4 separate regions of the Mus musculus genome follow, and all the other regions are linked to region 3. Evidence: chromatin contacts called from public ChIA-PET and HiChIP or PLAC-seq data. All regions are on one chromosome and are shown on one strand. Each heading gives the region's core, a stretch centred on a gene start, on an enhancer-like site or on the middle of the called end of the contact. The rest is flanking DNA. Distances are from core to core; before and after follow the strand shown. Region 1 overlaps Tanc2 (tetratricopeptide repeat, ankyrin repeat and coiled-coil containing 2). Region 2 overlaps Itgb3 (integrin beta 3). Region 3 holds the start of Tlk2 (tousled-like kinase 2 (Arabidopsis)). Region 4 overlaps Itgb3 (integrin beta 3).

Region 1 (3,984 bases), core at 487-2,986, 720 kb before region 3:
TGAATCTAAGGATTTCTATGAAGTATAACACTAGTTTGATGCTCTCCACTATGAATATTGGCCTTATAATTTCTACCCACTGTGACCACTGGACCATGGCATTTTGGGCCCCCTTCCTATTCTCTTGCCCTTGGTTAGAAGGCTGTGTCAGGAGGTATGGCAACGCTGTATTGAGAAGATTTGCTGACAAGAGAGGTAAACCAACATGTCCCTTTTGCAGTTTTAGGTCACCTTCCTCTGGCTTCTCTGAGGATGGGGTTCCAAGGACAACAGCTGTTTGCAGCTGCAGATTTTCCTTTAATCTATCATGGGCTCTTAAGCTGCAGCTGCCTGGCATTGGCTCTCTTTGGCTTTTACAAAGGGAAAAATTGTTGAGAAGGAAATTCCTGAGCTCTGGACCATTACACATGAAAAAGAAGTCATGAAACCTATGCACATTTTAGCAGGGGAAGAAAGAAAACAATTCAATGAGTTATTATAAATGTTAGATAAATTCAAAAATTTTATCTGATTTTTAATAACATTCTCACCTTTACCAAATGTATACCCTTCTTGTTTAGTGAAACGTTCTATACACATTTACCATCTCAATAACAGTCTCTTTCTCCCGGCAAGTAAGAAACATGTCTGTGGTTGCTCTACTGTTTGCCCTGCCCCAGTTTCATGAAAACACATCAGAGGTAACTGTGCTTCTCCCAATGCTCCAGGCTAGTCTGCATCAACCAGGAGGAAGAGCTACTGTGGGTGAAGTAAGGACCAGATGGCAGCAAATGCTGTGCTACAGACCCCAGAGAATTAGAACAGATCAGGTGGCACCTTTGGTTTTCATCTAGCTGGCATCTCTAGTCACTATGTAAAGCTTAACAGTGCTAGGTAGCCACAATGACTTCTAGCTAGGCCAGAGATGTGGATGGAAGCAGGACTTTCCCAGGTAACAGCTGTAGGTGGGACATTACTCTGGGAAGAAAGGAAAAGGAGAAAAGGAAGCAGTGTAAGGGTCATATAAACAAATGGAAGACCACAGCGGTTTCCTGCTTTGCTTACCATACTGTAAGAAAATATTTGAAACAAGAGTGGTGATGTTCTTAAAAAGTGGTAATGGTAGAGGATCCAAAGGGAAAGTGGGCTGAAAGAGAAAAACTGCCTAACTTTTCACTTGGGCTGAACTGACCTTTAATACAAAAGTCTTAAGATAGAGTGGTGAAGTATGCCAGGCTCAAAATAATATGAGAGATCCAGAAAGTCAACATGAATATAACACACCACTGAGAGAAGACAGCAATGTCCCAGAGAAGTACCTGTCTCTCCCCAGAGACTGTCAAAACTGTTGATTTGTGCTCGCTCCACTTCCTCTTCATCTTTTTCTGGAAGATCAAGTAGGTAGGAGACAATCTGAAACAAGAAGTCATGTCAGCTCACACTGCAGGTGAAAAGCTACGCTGCTGGCACTGATCTGGAAGGCAATCCTCTCACTAAATTTCTTACACACAAAAAATCAGTACTGTTTGCTTTACAAAAGAAAACTGAAACCATTCTGATAGAAAGCTGTCCTATCAGACAGTTTACATGTTTTTATTTAACATACTCCATATATCATGTGATTTAAAAATGACATATTCTTCTTATTTAAGCCAATGACACAATCTCTTGTCTGACGCCCAATAAGCACACAGGAAAGGAATGTGGAGAAAGCTGAGGTCTATACTTCCTTTAAGTAATTGTTTTGTTTCCTCTCAGAAGTATGAGGACTGCCTGGGAGGGAGAATAACTGCAAACCACAAACAAAAGTGACAGCTGTCTTGAGGAATCTGATTGTATTAGGAGTTAAGGGACTTTCCACAGACAATACACATTTCAGTTTTGCTTCATATTCACTTGGCGACCCCTAAGGCCAGCTGAGAGGACTGCTGCTTCACTGGAGCATCCCTTGCAGTGGGATGGGCTCCTGAGTAGAGACCCAGGAGAGCTGATTCTATGTTTCAGAAATTTTACACGCTGTCCCTATCCCCACCCCTAACAGGGTTTCTCTGTGTAGCCCTGGCTGTCCTGGAACTCACTCTGTAGACCAGGCTGGTCTTGAACTCAGAGATCTACCTGACTCTACCTCCTGAATGCCGGGTCTAAAGGTGTGCACCACTACCACACCAGTTTACGAGGTGATTGTTAAACAAAGCCAGTCACTTATTAAAACTTGAAATATAAAGAAATTATATGAAAAATATTAAAAAATACCTAACTATAGGCTGGCACCCACTGGTAAGAGTACTTGCCTAAAATGTGTGAGATCCTGGATTTGATCTCAACACCACAAAAAACAAACAAAAAAGTCCCTCAATTCTTAAAATTTCTCAATTAGTTAACTATGTCCTACTGTTGTCATCTGTGATTTTAAGGTTATTTATATGTATTGCATCTGTATGGATGAAACGCTGTCACGTGTGCTACTGTGTATTTCTTCCCACCTCCATATTGAGTGACATAACACTGGCAGCTTGAAGTCAGCCATGGTAGCAATAGTTACAAACTTTATAAATCAATGTTTGGTTTAGAGCAAAACTGAAAATGCGTTTCATTTTTTTTTTTTTTTTTTTTTTGGTTTTTTTTCGAGACAGGGTTTCTCTGTGTAGCCCTGGCTATCCTGGAACTCACTCTGTAGACCAGGTTGGCCTCGAACTCAGAAATCCGCCTGCCTCTGCCTCCCAAGTGCTGGGATTAAAGGCGTGCGCCACCACGCCCGGCCCAATGCGTTTCATTTTAATCAGTACAGGTGAGAGACAGTTAACAGTAAATCCAACATCAGAGTCAATGGCCGTAAAATTACTGGGAAAAAGCAAATTAGATGCAATTCTACTTGTTACATCATAGGTTGCAACCACAGGTTGGCTACAGATTCATATTTGACCAAAGCCAACACTCAATTAACCATTCAATTGAGAACACTGTTTGTCACAGTGTAGCCCATTCCTTAGATTAGTAAAATTTATAATAAGCATAAGCAGCTGTGTACCTGCTCCCTGGTTATAGTCTTTTCCTTTCCTCATTGTCAGTTACTTAACATTTCACAGAATACTACCAAGTCCATGAATTTGCCACACTTATTAATAATGTAGAAAATGCCATCTGTATGGTATTAATTATTTAGAGCATCCTTCATAGCAGCCTTGTAAAAAGACTTCAGTAACTTTATGGATGAAGACTAGGGTTCTAAGGCAGTAAGAAAACTGTACCATCTTGGACCAAAATCAACCATTCTGAGGTTCTGTGGGGTGCATCCTTCTTGTCCCAAAATGTCTGACCATATGTCTACAGGTCAGTAACTCCTCTGTGTTTTAGTGTCACAGAAAGTGTGGGAGAAGCTGTGACAATTTCCAAACTCTTTTCTTTTTTTTTTTTTCCAAACTCTTTTCTGACTCTTAAGTTTTTCCACGCACATAATTCTAGGTACGTAGTATTAGAGTATTGTGGAGTTTAATCCCCTGTTCATCACAAAAGTGATTAAAAACTTTTCACCAGTGTGGCTGGCAATTTTGCATCATTCAAGTCTTTGCCCCACAGTTTCTTAGGTCCTTTTTTTTTTCTTACCTCAGTGTAACCCATGCTGGCTGCAGCAATGAGGGCCTGCTGGATGGCGTGGCTCTTCTTAAACACTCCTTGCTGCTGGCCAGCCATTGTCCAGTCACACTGAATCAGAAACTTGACAACCTCTAGATGACCTCGCAGAGCAGCATGAACCAAAGCACACTGTCCATTCTTATCCAAGTGATCCACCTATGGGAAGAAAATAGAGAGAGCTGTGAACAAGGAACTCAGCCTAGATTATTGATGTCCAGTTCCTCTGTACATCCCTCTGCAGAGAACTTTCCCCAGAAAATGAGGCAAGGCTTTTGTTTTTACATTCAAAGAAAAAAACAAAACCCTCAGGTGATTTGGTTGGAATGCAGACACACTCTGGATTACAGAATGACCTTGGTGGAATACAGACAC
Region 2 (3,654 bases), core at 730-3,229, 550 kb after region 3:
GGTTTCAGGTCTCTCCCCAAGATGATCCCACACCCACACCGACACCCACGCTCACCTGGCCGTAGTCGAAGGGCAATCCTCTGAGGGCTGACTTGAGTGATCTGGGCGCTGCTTCCAGAGCCCTTGCTGCTGAGTGGCCTAGCCTCCAGGATCTGGGCCTCACTGACTGGGAACTCAATAGACTCTGGAGCACAATTGTCCTTCAGCAGGTTCTCCTTCAGGTTACATCGGGGTGAGCCCTGAGACAAAGTCTATGAAGAGAAGAGCCCGAGGGAAAGGTCAACATCAGAGCTAGGGCGGCTGTGCCTCCTGCCTGGTAAGTCACCTCCCCCTGGCCAAGAGCTTCTCTGGCTCTTTGGAGCTAATCTAGCATAAAAGAATTGTCATGGTCCTTCCATGGTTAATCCTCAGGGGCACGCACAGGAAGGGAGAATAGACTGACTTAGTGTCTGTTCATGGATTGACAACAGAGAAGAGGGACCATTAAGTAAGAAGCCTGCTAAACAAGTATTTTCCAAATTGTAAAATATGATTACTTTGTGAGTCTCAAAATCAAGTTTACTAAGTAAAACATAATTAAATAGAATAGAAAATATCCAAGTATATAAATAAAAGTTTCATTATTTGGGGAATCTTTTATTTACTGGAAGATGGCACCTATAATGAGTAATAGTCCATGAGGTATTTCTTTCTGTGGGTCAAGGTTAAAACCATTTATCAATGCTGTGTTACATGCTGCCTGTTTTATAAGGTCCATGATTGTGTGTTTCCTGCCTCCCTTCTTTATCCAAGACAAAGATGACAGAGCAGATATGGTGGAGGGTAAAGAATAAGAGCCCAAGAATGAGCTGGCTGAGACTGGCTGAGACTGACACCCCCACCCCCTCCAGGCATTGTCACCACTGACTGGGTACCAGAGCATGACACACAGCTCACTTCCTTCAGCTGTATCATGAAGGGGAAAAGTCACCCTTGGCTACAGACAGCAATCAAAACCATAGAGACGCAAAGGGAGATTGTGGCTGCCAGGGGCTGAGGAAAAGGAGGAGGAGGAGGAAGAGTTGTTTAATGAGCCCAAAGCTCTAATTTTGCATAATGAAATTCAGTTATGGGGACAGATGACAGTGAGGGCTTCACATTATACATAGACAACGCCACTCACCTGGACACTTAAGGTGGTTACGGTGGAAAGGAATGGGTAGGAAGGGGCTGGGGAGATGTCCAGTCAGGAAAGTGTTTGCAGCACAAGAATGAAACCTGAGCTCAATCCCCAGCACCCGTGTTAAACACACACACACACACACACACACACACACACACACACACACACACTCACACTCACACACACACACACACACACTCACACACACACACACTCACACACAAAGAGAGACCTGGGTATGGTGACACATGCCTGCAAACCCAGAGCTAGGGAGGCAGAGGCAGGAGGAGCCCTGGGACTTGCTGACCAGCGACGTTAGCCATCTTGATGAGCTCCAGGTTCAGTGAGAGACCCTGAGTCTCAAGAAATAAGGTAGAGAGAAAGGAAGACACACAAAATAGATCTCCACACATACACACAACCACACGCACACAGAAAGGTCAAGATGGTAAGTTCTGTTATATGTATTCTACCACAATAAAAAAAAAAATACTTTAGAAGGAATTAGCTATTTAATAAGAAGAACCTCTCATCGTAGGAATGCCATGCCAGGCTAAATAACACCAGGCAAGCAGAAGGCACTCAGCAGGAGTCAGCTGTCAGCATGCTCCGTTGAGTAGTTCCTGAATAATCTACCTAGGAATAAACTCCACAAGCTGAGGAAAAGTGCCAGAGGACAGGTGCTGGCAGCTCTCTCAGCTTCCTCCTTCACACTGGACAAAAAAAAAAAAACCACACTGACACGTATGTATCACCTCAGCCTCAGGGTCTGGGTCTGTGTGTCACATGCAAGAATGAAATGTTCTTGGAAGGACACTGAAATCAGGAAACAGGCCTCAGATCTAGGTCATCACTAGCTAGCCACGTGACACCACAGAAGTCACTCTGAGCCTTAGTTTCCTGATTTGTTTGATAAGTGGGGTTAACAACAGGATGTTTTCAGTTCCATCGTACCCTGACACTAGGCATATTTAACCAGCACTGCGTGAGCTCATGTCCAGCCGTCACATGCCAGGTTGGGGGACTGACCTGAAAGCTGGCACACCCCTACCTGCCCCTGTTTCTAGGTCTTCAGACTCTCCTAACTACCACCATTCAAAAGCCATCATCAATATGTATATGCATATATTCAAGAACAACTATTAACATTTACTGAGCCCTCACTGCATACAGCATGGGACAAGCACTTCAGGAAAGTCACTGCAATGCTCACAGCTTGGTAATGCTGGAATTACTACTTATCATTTCACAGGTGAAGAACCTCTAGGGAGGGTCTTCACAAATGAGGAACTCAACTTTCTAGTTAAGAATGGGAGGAAGGGTGCCCGGAGGAGCCACAGCAGAGAATGCCCCAGGCATTCAGAGACTGGGATGCAAGATAAGGCTGTGAGAAGATCGGGAAAGATGGGTAAGTCCTTCCTGTTCAGTTGTGCATAACCTGGCCACCAGGACACCTGCAGAGAGATCAGTCACAAAGGCCTGTGTGTGTAGTGATACAGTGCAGCACTCACACCTCATCCTCACCCATACACACTACACACATACATACACTCTCCACACACATACACTCTCACTACACACATACACACTCACTACACACTACACACACATACATACTCACTACACACACATACACACTCACTACACACTACACATACACATACACACTCACACCTCATTCTCACCCATACATACTACACACACACACACTCACTACACACACACATACACACATTATACACACTATACACACACATACACACACCTCATCCTCACCCCCACACACATACTACACCCTCACACACATGCACATACACACATACACACGAACCACACTCTATCACACATGCACACTCACCCCTCATACACATACATACACACTGCATCATTTTACACACACACACCACATACACACTCCACCCTTACAGACACACACACAAACACACACACATACACACACACACACACACGCAAACGCATACACCTCAACCTGACCCAAACAGAAAGAGAAAGGGGCTCTGGCCTGTACCTTTCTTCTCTCTCAGCTTTCAGATATGAGGCAGAGGAGTAGCCCCCACAAGGGGAATAAGACTTAACCTTCTTGGTGACAAATGTCCCATAAAAGACACCACAGGCCATGCCTGACGATGAGAGAAAACCTCTATCCTGACACCTAACAGAAAAGCGCTGGGAAGAACTAACGGCTGGACAGACCAAGCCTTGTGATCAGCCACCCATCTCTGTCTGTGCCTGTCTCTCATCCTTCTAAACCATACAGTCTCAGGAAGCCATCTCTTCCTTCTAAAGCACACGCATGTACATATACACAAAAGTATACATACATGCATTCACACATGTACACACACACATCATCTTCACCACCATCGTCACCATGACTCTTATCTCTGGCCCCAACTGCCCACACACCTCCCAAAAAGGCTGTGATTAAGTCACCAGGAGGCCAGCAGACCTGAGTCTTTCCAGAGCAAGGC
Region 3 (3,762 bases), core at 204-2,703:
GTTACTGGAGGCACTCCTGGAGTGATTGGCAGAAATTTGTATTAAAGTTCACTGAAAAAGGAATCAAACCTTCTCTGCAATCTAACAGCTCCATAATTTCCAGTAACATCCCCTACACCCGTCCTAACTTTCATTTCCCTTCCTGGACTGAATGCCTGGAGCAAAGGGGAATGAAAAGGTGACGAATTCAAGTTTCACTCACACACACAAGTAAGGAATTAGGAAACTGTTAGAATGGTAGAAAGGCATCTTAAAAAAAAAAAAAAAAGACTGAGAAGAAAACCGAGTTTTCCCTAAGTAGGTAGGTGGCCTTGCTCACTACTTGTCCTGCCCTAATAATCGAGGTCGGAAAGGCAGAGGTTACAATGCAGTCTCTCCCCAATCCCAAGGTCTCTGGAAACATTTCCCAACCCTCCATCCCCAGGCCTGGCCCAGAAAATGAGGCCCTAGCAGTTACCCCATTTAATGTCAACTCATGATCAGAAAATACCCACCCCATCTCTTTCCAGAGGGGCTTTGGACCGGGATCCTCCCAATGGCCCCAAGCCGGGAAGCAGGACCGATGGGGCCTGGTCCCGGCGCCCCTCGCCGGCTCCAAACTTTCCCCAACTCCGGGCCCACCTGTCACGGACGGAGCGAGGGACAGCTCTCGGGGGCGCCCCGTAGGCTGCCGAGGCCTCCAGCTCCCCGGAGTCGCCTCTCCCGGCAGGCCGACCGCCACACTCCCAGGCCTGGGCCTGGTCCATCTTCGGCCCGGCCCCTCGGCGACCCCGCAGCCCTCGGGGAGCACCTCCCGCCTCGGCGCCCAGGAGCTGCGGCACGACGCCGGCCCGGGTCGCAGCCTCCTCGGGCCCTGGAGTGGGGCCCCCGGGACGGTTAATACCCCAGGCCCCGGCGCCCTTCCACGTCCAGGGGCTGAGCTTCTCACCTGCCGCCGCTGCCGCTCCACTCTCCTCTCGGGAGGGGCCCCGACCCGACCCGGCTGCTGACCGCTCCGCTCTCCCCCTGGGCAGGCCCGGGGCGGAGCCGGGGCCTCTCCTGAGCGCCGCAACCCCCCGCCCGGGCAGCCGCCGGCGGCGCCGGGCTCCACGACAGGGCGGGCGGGGGAGGGGGGCCACGGAGGCCGCAGATCCCCGAGCTCGCGTACGGAGCCAGGCGGCTGACGCGGGCCCGGGCCCGGGCGGCCGCCGGGGGGCGCGGGGCCGGCCTCCTGGCGCCGGACAAAGGCCAAGGGAGGCGCAGAAGGGTCTGGGTCGGGCCGAGAAGTGGGGGCCCGCTCGGCTGGGGGCCACTCGGGTGCGGCGCGGAGGGCGGGATGGGGGGGGGGTCGGAACCGCTAGTGCCCAGGACCCGCCTCCGGCCCCTTAATCCGGATCGGTTCGGTCCGGATTAGTAGTGATCGGTGTAAACACACTAGTGAAACCGCGTGTTTCCTCGCGAGATTTGCACGGCTGGGAGGCACGGGGGGGGGGTGTTCCTGGGGTGGGGGGGAGGTAGTGCCGGCCGTGGGGGAGGGGACGGGAAAGGTGTTGGGGGGAGGGTCGCTGCTGCCCCCGGAGCTCCGCCTCCTCCAATCAGCGGCCGCGCTGGCGGGCAGGGGTTAACCAGGGGACCCCGCACCGGCGGAACAGGCCGCGCCTGACAGGGCTGCTGAGGGCGGGCGGCTGGCGGCGCTTGCGGCCCCGCCTGCGACGTGAGGGGTGGTTGGTCGGCTCGGGGGCGCCGGGTAAGCGGCCGGGGCCGGAGCCTCGGGAGCCCGCCTTTGTGGAGACAGAGTCGGAGGCCGACGGTTGGGCTGCGCCTCAGGCCGCGGAGCAGCGTCGGAGCGGCGACCCGGCGGGACTGCCGCGCTCGCCCTGCCTCTCATCTACACACATTTTTTGGGGTGAGGAAAGAGGTTGCTCTGCCCAGCGATGGATCCGAGGAGAGAGCCCGGGAGCGGGGCAAGGGGTGTCACTGAGTTCGCGGTGCCCACCCGATGTCCGCCAGCCGGCCATCCCCCGCAGCCATGGTCCACGTCCCCAGACCCCACGCCACGCCACGCCACGCCACAGGCACGGAAAGCCGGCCGGCGGCTCTCGCCTTCCACGTACCTGACTGGCCTGGCGTCTCCAGGGACAAAGGTGTCCTGGGATCACAGCCGAGCCCTCACCAGCATGCCCCCCTCCAGAGCGGAGGTCGCTACCCGCCCCCCGGGGAACTCTCTCAAAGCACCTAGGGGGAGGTTCCATCTTAACCTCCGGTGACAAGATGGCCCTCCTGGGGTGCTGGGGGCCTGCTCTTCAGAGTGTCTGCTGAGAGGGTGAGCGCCTGCGACAGGAGGGCTTTCCTGCATGGGAAAGGGTTCCACCTCTGACCCCAGCGCCAAAGGGGGAAAAAGTCACTTTCTTCACCTAGTTTCACGAGCCAAGACACGGACTTCAAAGTAACGACTCAGCTTTTTGTTTTCTTCTGATGCTTCCTTGACCAGATGTCTGAACGTGTCTGAAGGACTACAAGGGAATCACAAGAGAAACATTCAAGCTTTTACACAGCCGGCTTGAACTTTTCCAGGCGTTGGCAAGTACTCCAAAGTAGAATTCTGTTATTATTAATTTTTCCACATATTGACTGGACAGAGACCTGCCAAATGGGCAAAGGATGATAATTCCTTTTTGTACATTCTCCATCCTTCAGAACTCAAGTAGAAAAACTCAAATTGGGAGTCATCTTCCAGATCCCAGGCTGCTTGGAAAGATGAACGTTTTGAAGGGAAGAGGGGAAGAGCAAGTCAGGAGCAAAGGGTAGGGAAAGGGGGCAAGGAGGAGCCCCCAGAATGCAGTCAGTCTCAAGCATGAAAATGATGAACAAAAGGAGTGCACTGTGGCTCCTCAAGTCTGCACAGTGGGAAAACAAAGACAGTTCTTTGATTATAGTGAGATCAAGAAAATAACACCCACATTCCCATAACTTGGGAGACTGAGATGAAACAAGATTGCCAGCCTGGGTATCTTAAGACCAAAAGAAAGGGGCCTGGAGAGATGACTCCGTGGTTAAGATTGGCACTGTTCTTGGGTTTGCTCCAAAACATCTACACCCGTAAGGCTTCCATGGACAGTGCGTTCATGTGCACACACAGACATAATTAAAAATAAATCTGAAAAGAATATGGCCTGCAACTGACTATGCAGCATGGGCTGGCCTTAGGTGGTGGGTCCTTCGACCTCTTTCAGAGTTCTGGGATTACAGGCATGCAGCCACTATACACAGCCTAAAAATAACTCCTTAAATAACACTAGAGTGTCATAAATTAGGAGAGGAGACCAGAAGAGAAAGAGAAATGGACAGTTGAAACTGAGTTCTTCCAGCTGGTCCACAAACAAGTTGTCTGGGCCAATTATCTAATCGTTTCAAGTTTCACCAACCTTGTGCTAGAGCTAGAGGATTCCCAGTGCCCTTTCTAGACCACAGGTCCCATTTTCAGCTTTTTGTTTTGATAAAAGGTCTAATGTATAGCTGAGGCTAACCTAGATCTCCCACTGGCTGAAGATACTGTCAAACTTCTGGTCCTCCTGCTCCTGCTTTCCAAGAGCTAGGATTAATTATAAGCTAGGCAAGCAGTCTACCAACTGAACTACATTCCAAGCACACAGACTCACCTTTATCTGTTTTCAGAGAGTCTCACTATGTAGCCAAGATTGTTCTAAATTCTCAGTCCTTTTGTCCCAGGCCCTAGGAGCTGGCAGTATAGGCATATGCCCTGATGCCTGTTTCCTGAGTGCA
Region 4 (4,084 bases), core at 762-3,261, 510 kb after region 3:
TTCAGTCTGGAAACTGAAAGACAAACAGGAGCAACACCACCTCTCCCCCCACAAAACACACACACACACACACACACACACACACACACACACACACACACGTTTTCAGTGCTGGGAATCAAACCCAGGACATTCCTTAACTGCTTGTTCTACTACTGGTCAACATTCCAGCCTCCTTATACACACACAGAATCTGGACCGCAGGCTTGATACCGTATTTACTCTCGGCATCTTAGGATGTTGATACTAAAGCTGGGAATACAGATCAGTTGGTAATGTTCTTGCCTAGCATGTGTGATGTCCTGGGTTCTATTCCCAGCACTGCATAAGCCAGGCAGGATAACTCATGCCTGTAATTGTAGCACCTGAGAAGTGTAGAAAAAGGATCAGAAGTTCAAGTCAACCTTGGCTACATAGCAAGTTCAAAGCCATCCTGGGATACATGAGACCCTGTCTTTCAGAAAAAAAGAATAGTGACACTTGAAATAGACTTTCCAAGTTACCAAATCCAAAAGAATATTGAACTCCAGAGGGGTGGGGGAAATGGCTTTTCTGAATTAACTTTCAGGTGTTTTGACAGCGATCCCGAGGCCAGGACTCAGGTCTCAGATCATCAAGATGCTGTTTATAGGCCTCTTGTCTCTGGGTGGTAAGCACTGATTTTTAACATTAGATCTAAGTCAATGCCAGCAGAGCAAACCATGCTTGCTGGGCCAACAGAACCCAGAACCCAGTCGAGAAACCTCTTCAAGAAAGGGTCAGTGTGTCCACATACCCATCTTCACATGCTTCCAGGAAGAGGGAAGCCCCTTGCAGACCCAGCCACTGACTGGCAAGTTACTAAGAATGTTTGCCACACACTCTGTGTGGGGTTTTTTATGCTCTCCTTTGTCATCATACAAAATTATAAATATAATAATGCAAGTATGTTTATATACGTGCTCCTCTAGAGTGATCGGGCCTCATCATAGTTTTGGGTGTCCCCATAGGGAATAAAATAAAATTGCACTTGTGGCCTCCCAGATTAAAGGCTGAGATAAAATGAGGTTGTCCAGCCCACAGGAGAACAGGCCACACATGCAGTTCTGACTGGCCTTTCAACTCCTCCCTGGCACGTTGTTCAACAGACTCATGGGAGACTCGGGGGACTCCTTCACAAGACACCGAAGAGGTAGATACACACAAGCACCCCCATGGATGGGTGTAGCAAGCACACAGAGGCATAGGATGAGGTGTGTGGAGGTGCCCGGAAAGAGGAGCAGAAAGCCTGGAGAGTGGGGATGGACCTCCAGCTCTGACCACTGCACTCTCCCCTGAGGAGAAAGCATCTGACCATGAGAGAGAGCCTCAGCCCATAGCATCTGACCATGAGAGAGAGCCTCAGCCCATAGCATCTGACAATGTCAGAGAGCCTCAGCCCATAGCATCTGACCATGACAGAGAGCCTCAGCCCATAGCATCTGACCATGACAGAGAGCCTCAGCACATAGCATCTGACCATGAGAGAGAGCCTCAGCCCATAGCATCTGACCATGAGAGAGAGCCTCAGCCCATAGCATCTGACCATGAGAGAGAGTCTCAGCACATAGCACAAGTCTGTGGCCATCAGGGTGTAGAAGCAGGAGGTAAGAGATGGTGTTGACACAATGACACATGTTCACAAATCTCCTGGGAAGAGCTACCAATGAGGCAATTCTGAATGGCTGTGATTATGATCTTGGAGGTGCTGGCACACCCCCCAGGCCATGCATGACCCCTGAGTGGCCTTGCCATCCTCACCCTTAACAGGCCAAAGAGCCAGGTGACAAGGACTTTCCTTATGAGAGAGAGAGCCATAGCAGGACTGAGGTGCTGGCAAAAGCCACAGGCAACTCTTGAGGACTCGATTCTCCCCTAACTCCACCATCAGCCTGAGGAAGGGAGGGAGGTGGGCAGAGGCACAGACGATACAGCTGAGCTTCAACGTCAAGCACTTTCTACCACAGCTGTTGACAGTCAGCCCCAAGAACCGGAAAATTACAAAGTTGGTATAGAACCAAGACTTGACACCACTTCCTCTGGAATGGGGGTTGGGGAACCTCAGCCCTGCCCTTCTCTTCTGGGAGAATGGCCTGACAAAGCAAGCTAGCTTCTCAGAGGTAATGAGCACCTGCCGGGCATCATGAGTCCCCCTCAAGCTAAGCAGGAAGAATCCTTTGGGGAGGGCCCCTGAGGACAAAGGCTGTGGAGCTCTGCCTGTGAGACACATCACAAGTTTTAAATTACACATTTCCCCACACTCGTCACACACATAAGTACACACAGAGAGATACATTCCCACATACTGACATTCTTCCAGCCCAGCCCAACCCACGCCCCAAATCCCACCCATACACCCACACACCCACACACACACAAATGTCCTCTGTAAACATAATGGCAGAGAGTCCCACGGTCCTGGCGTCATCTGAAGATGGTCTCATTAAGTCCCCCGGTAGGTGATATTGGTGAAGGTGGAGGTGGCCTCTTTATACAGCGGGTTGTTTGCCTGCAGAGGGAAGAGAGGAGAAACGGTGGTCAGCTCCATGCACTTCCTTACCCCAAACGGTTAAACGTCATCTCAGAAATCAGCCAATGTTTACATTTACTCATCAACTCTTAGGATGGGAATAGATAGGAGAGAAGGAGGGGAGAGGGATGCTGTATTGCTGGTCTGCCACTGTTTCTAAGGGTTTTTAATTCAGTCACTTTGGGTGGAAGAATATTTGTCAGTCCCAGACTAGTATACTGTTTGCCCTGCCTCTCCCGTTTCTTCTTCTGTCCCTACTCTTTCTTTCCCTTCATTAAGGCAGTGCCCGCGATGGGAGCCAGAAGGGAAAATGTAGCAGGTGAGGTCAGAACACAGAGCCCGGCTTTTGCTGAAATTATTCCTAACTTGTTTTTATCTCATCTCTCGGGCCAGTTGCTACCCACAGACCTGTTGTGTGCCTTCACCAGGTTTCCCAAATTACTTCCTAACAAAAAGTAAATGAATCCCCCTTAATGGTAGTCAAGAAATTTAGAACATCCCCTCCATGTCAAGAAATCTAGAGAAGTTCCTCAGCGGCTCAAACGCTGTACATTCTTGGCCTGTCTAGGAAAAATAAAGTGAAGTTGGACTTAAAATTAAATAAACAGTTCTCAAAGAAAAATGCTCATCCGACGACGGACTAGCGAGCTGGCAGAGCGGGCAGAGCGGGCAGAGGCGGTTGCTGCCGGGCCTGATGCAGCTGACACTGGTCCTCAGAACCCACGTGGGAGGCAAACCTGACTCCTGCAGACTGTCCCCTGACCTCTGAAAACACACCATGGCCATACACACATGCATGGGGCTTTTGTTGTTTAGATGCTCGTTTGATTGGATTAAATCAGGTTAAACAGCATTCTGGGGTCTCCAGAGGATCCTGGTTTGCAAGCTACCACCTCTCATTTGAAGGAAAAGAGAAAAATGAGGTAAACAGATGTAAGGCCATGACATCTAAGAGGCTGACTCCGAAAGTACTTCCTGTATTGCCCCATCCCTTCCTTTGTCAGGCAAGCTGCTTTACTTCTCTGCCCTCAGTTTCCTTAACTATAGGATCCGAATGATAATATTGTCCATCAAAAGGGCTGTTACGGAGATAAAGTGTCAGAAGCATTTAGCCCTCAGGAGACGTTCTCTGCTATGTCACTTTCTGTACAGTGTGTTACATGTCCCTGATACAGATTTGCCCTGTCCCCTCAACTGGAGAATTAAGCTTCTCCCTTTGTCATAGTATCCCGTGTGAGCTCAGTGATCAGGACATGTGGTCACTGTAAGGTAGAGGACTGGGAGGCCTCATAGCACATACAGATAAAAGAACAGTCAAAACATTTCCCAGTTTCGAGGCTGGCTGACCACTGAGCATCTCCTGCCCCAACCTCGGGTTCATGAACCAAAGACTCCGGAGAACTCAAAGCTCAGCACAGCCACTCACTGTGTCCCACTTGGCTCTGGCTCGTTCTTCCTCAAATTTAGCAAATTCCTTCCGGTCATGGATAGTGATGAGTAGCTTCCAGATGAGCAGAGTAGCAAGGCCAATGAGCA

Evidence for each region. ChIA-PET counts read pairs in DNA pulled down with a chosen protein or histone mark. HiChIP or PLAC-seq counts read pairs in DNA pulled down with a chosen protein or histone mark.
Region 1: a contact with region 3 is called in an H3K4me3 HiChIP or PLAC-seq map of bone marrow-derived macrophages, with 6 times the contacts expected there. The contact joins the enhancer-like site here to the promoter of Tlk2 in region 3. A contact is called at or near these places in 8 of 39 promoter capture datasets (the 3T3-L1 cell line, the C10 cell line, the SN4741 cell line and 3 more) and 10 of 115 datasets of contacts at active chromatin or transcription factors (the NIH/3T3 cell line, bone marrow-derived dendritic cells, bone marrow-derived macrophages and 7 more).
Region 2: an H3K4me3 HiChIP or PLAC-seq map of bone marrow-derived macrophages shows a contact between it and region 3, with 4 times the contacts expected there. The contact joins the enhancer-like site here to the promoter of Tlk2 in region 3. A contact is called at or near these places in 3 of 39 promoter capture datasets (cranial neural crest, frontonasal cranial neural crest and stem cell-derived epiblast-like cells), 11 of 115 datasets of contacts at active chromatin or transcription factors (the NIH/3T3 cell line, astrocytes, bone marrow-derived dendritic cells and 7 more) and 2 of 9 other capture datasets (adipose tissue and liver).
Region 4: an RNA polymerase II ChIA-PET map of memory CD8 T cells shows a contact between it and region 3, with 21 read pairs. The contact joins the enhancer-like site here to the promoter of Tlk2 in region 3. A contact is called at or near these places in 2 of 39 promoter capture datasets (the 3T3-L1 cell line and hippocampal neurons), 1 of 484 Hi-C or Micro-C datasets (cortical neurons), 3 of 115 datasets of contacts at active chromatin or transcription factors (bone marrow-derived macrophages, memory CD8 T cells and regulatory T cell precursor) and 1 of 9 other capture datasets (adipose tissue).

What each region holds. Positions count from the first base shown.
Region 1 is chr11:105,899,468-105,903,451 of GRCm38.p6, reverse strand. It overlaps Tanc2 (tetratricopeptide repeat, ankyrin repeat and coiled-coil containing 2), which reads right to left. Exons shown (of 26, transcript NM_181071.3): 17 at 3,583-3,768; 18 at 1,299-1,392. Among named protein-coding and RNA genes, the nearest start is that of Cyb561, 43 kb to the left of the region's middle. Within about 2 kb of position 1,736, at least 61 of the 459 cell types and tissues checked have an H3K27ac peak or open chromatin away from gene starts, as enhancers often do. A contact at or near this core is called in bone marrow-derived dendritic cells and bone marrow-derived macrophages, where this site is marked.
Region 2 is chr11:104,628,771-104,632,424 of GRCm38.p6, reverse strand. Itgb3 (integrin beta 3) reads right to left here. Exons shown (of 15, transcript NM_016780.2): 3 at 56-251. Among named protein-coding and RNA genes, the nearest start is that of Itgb3, 23 kb to the right of the region's middle. Within about 2 kb of position 1,979, at least 53 of the 459 cell types and tissues checked have an H3K27ac peak or open chromatin away from gene starts, as enhancers often do. A contact at or near this core is called in bone marrow-derived macrophages, where this site is marked.
Region 3 is chr11:105,179,218-105,182,979 of GRCm38.p6, reverse strand. It overlaps Tlk2 (tousled-like kinase 2 (Arabidopsis)), which reads right to left and starts at 1,453. Exons shown (of 22, transcript NM_001112705.2): 1 at 929-1,453. 1700052K11Rik (RIKEN cDNA 1700052K11 gene) reads left to right here and starts at 1,547. Exons shown (of 1, transcript NR_027956.1): 1 at 1,547-3,762.
Region 4 is chr11:104,665,523-104,669,606 of GRCm38.p6, reverse strand. It overlaps Itgb3 (integrin beta 3), which reads right to left. Exons shown (of 15, transcript NM_016780.2): 14 at 3,975-4,084; 15 at 1-2,527. The coding sequence ends at 2,462. Among named protein-coding and RNA genes, the nearest start is that of Efcab13, 23 kb to the left of the region's middle. Within about 2 kb of position 2,011, at least 64 of the 459 cell types and tissues checked have an H3K27ac peak or open chromatin away from gene starts, as enhancers often do. A contact at or near this core is called in memory CD8 T cells and regulatory T cell precursor, where this site is marked.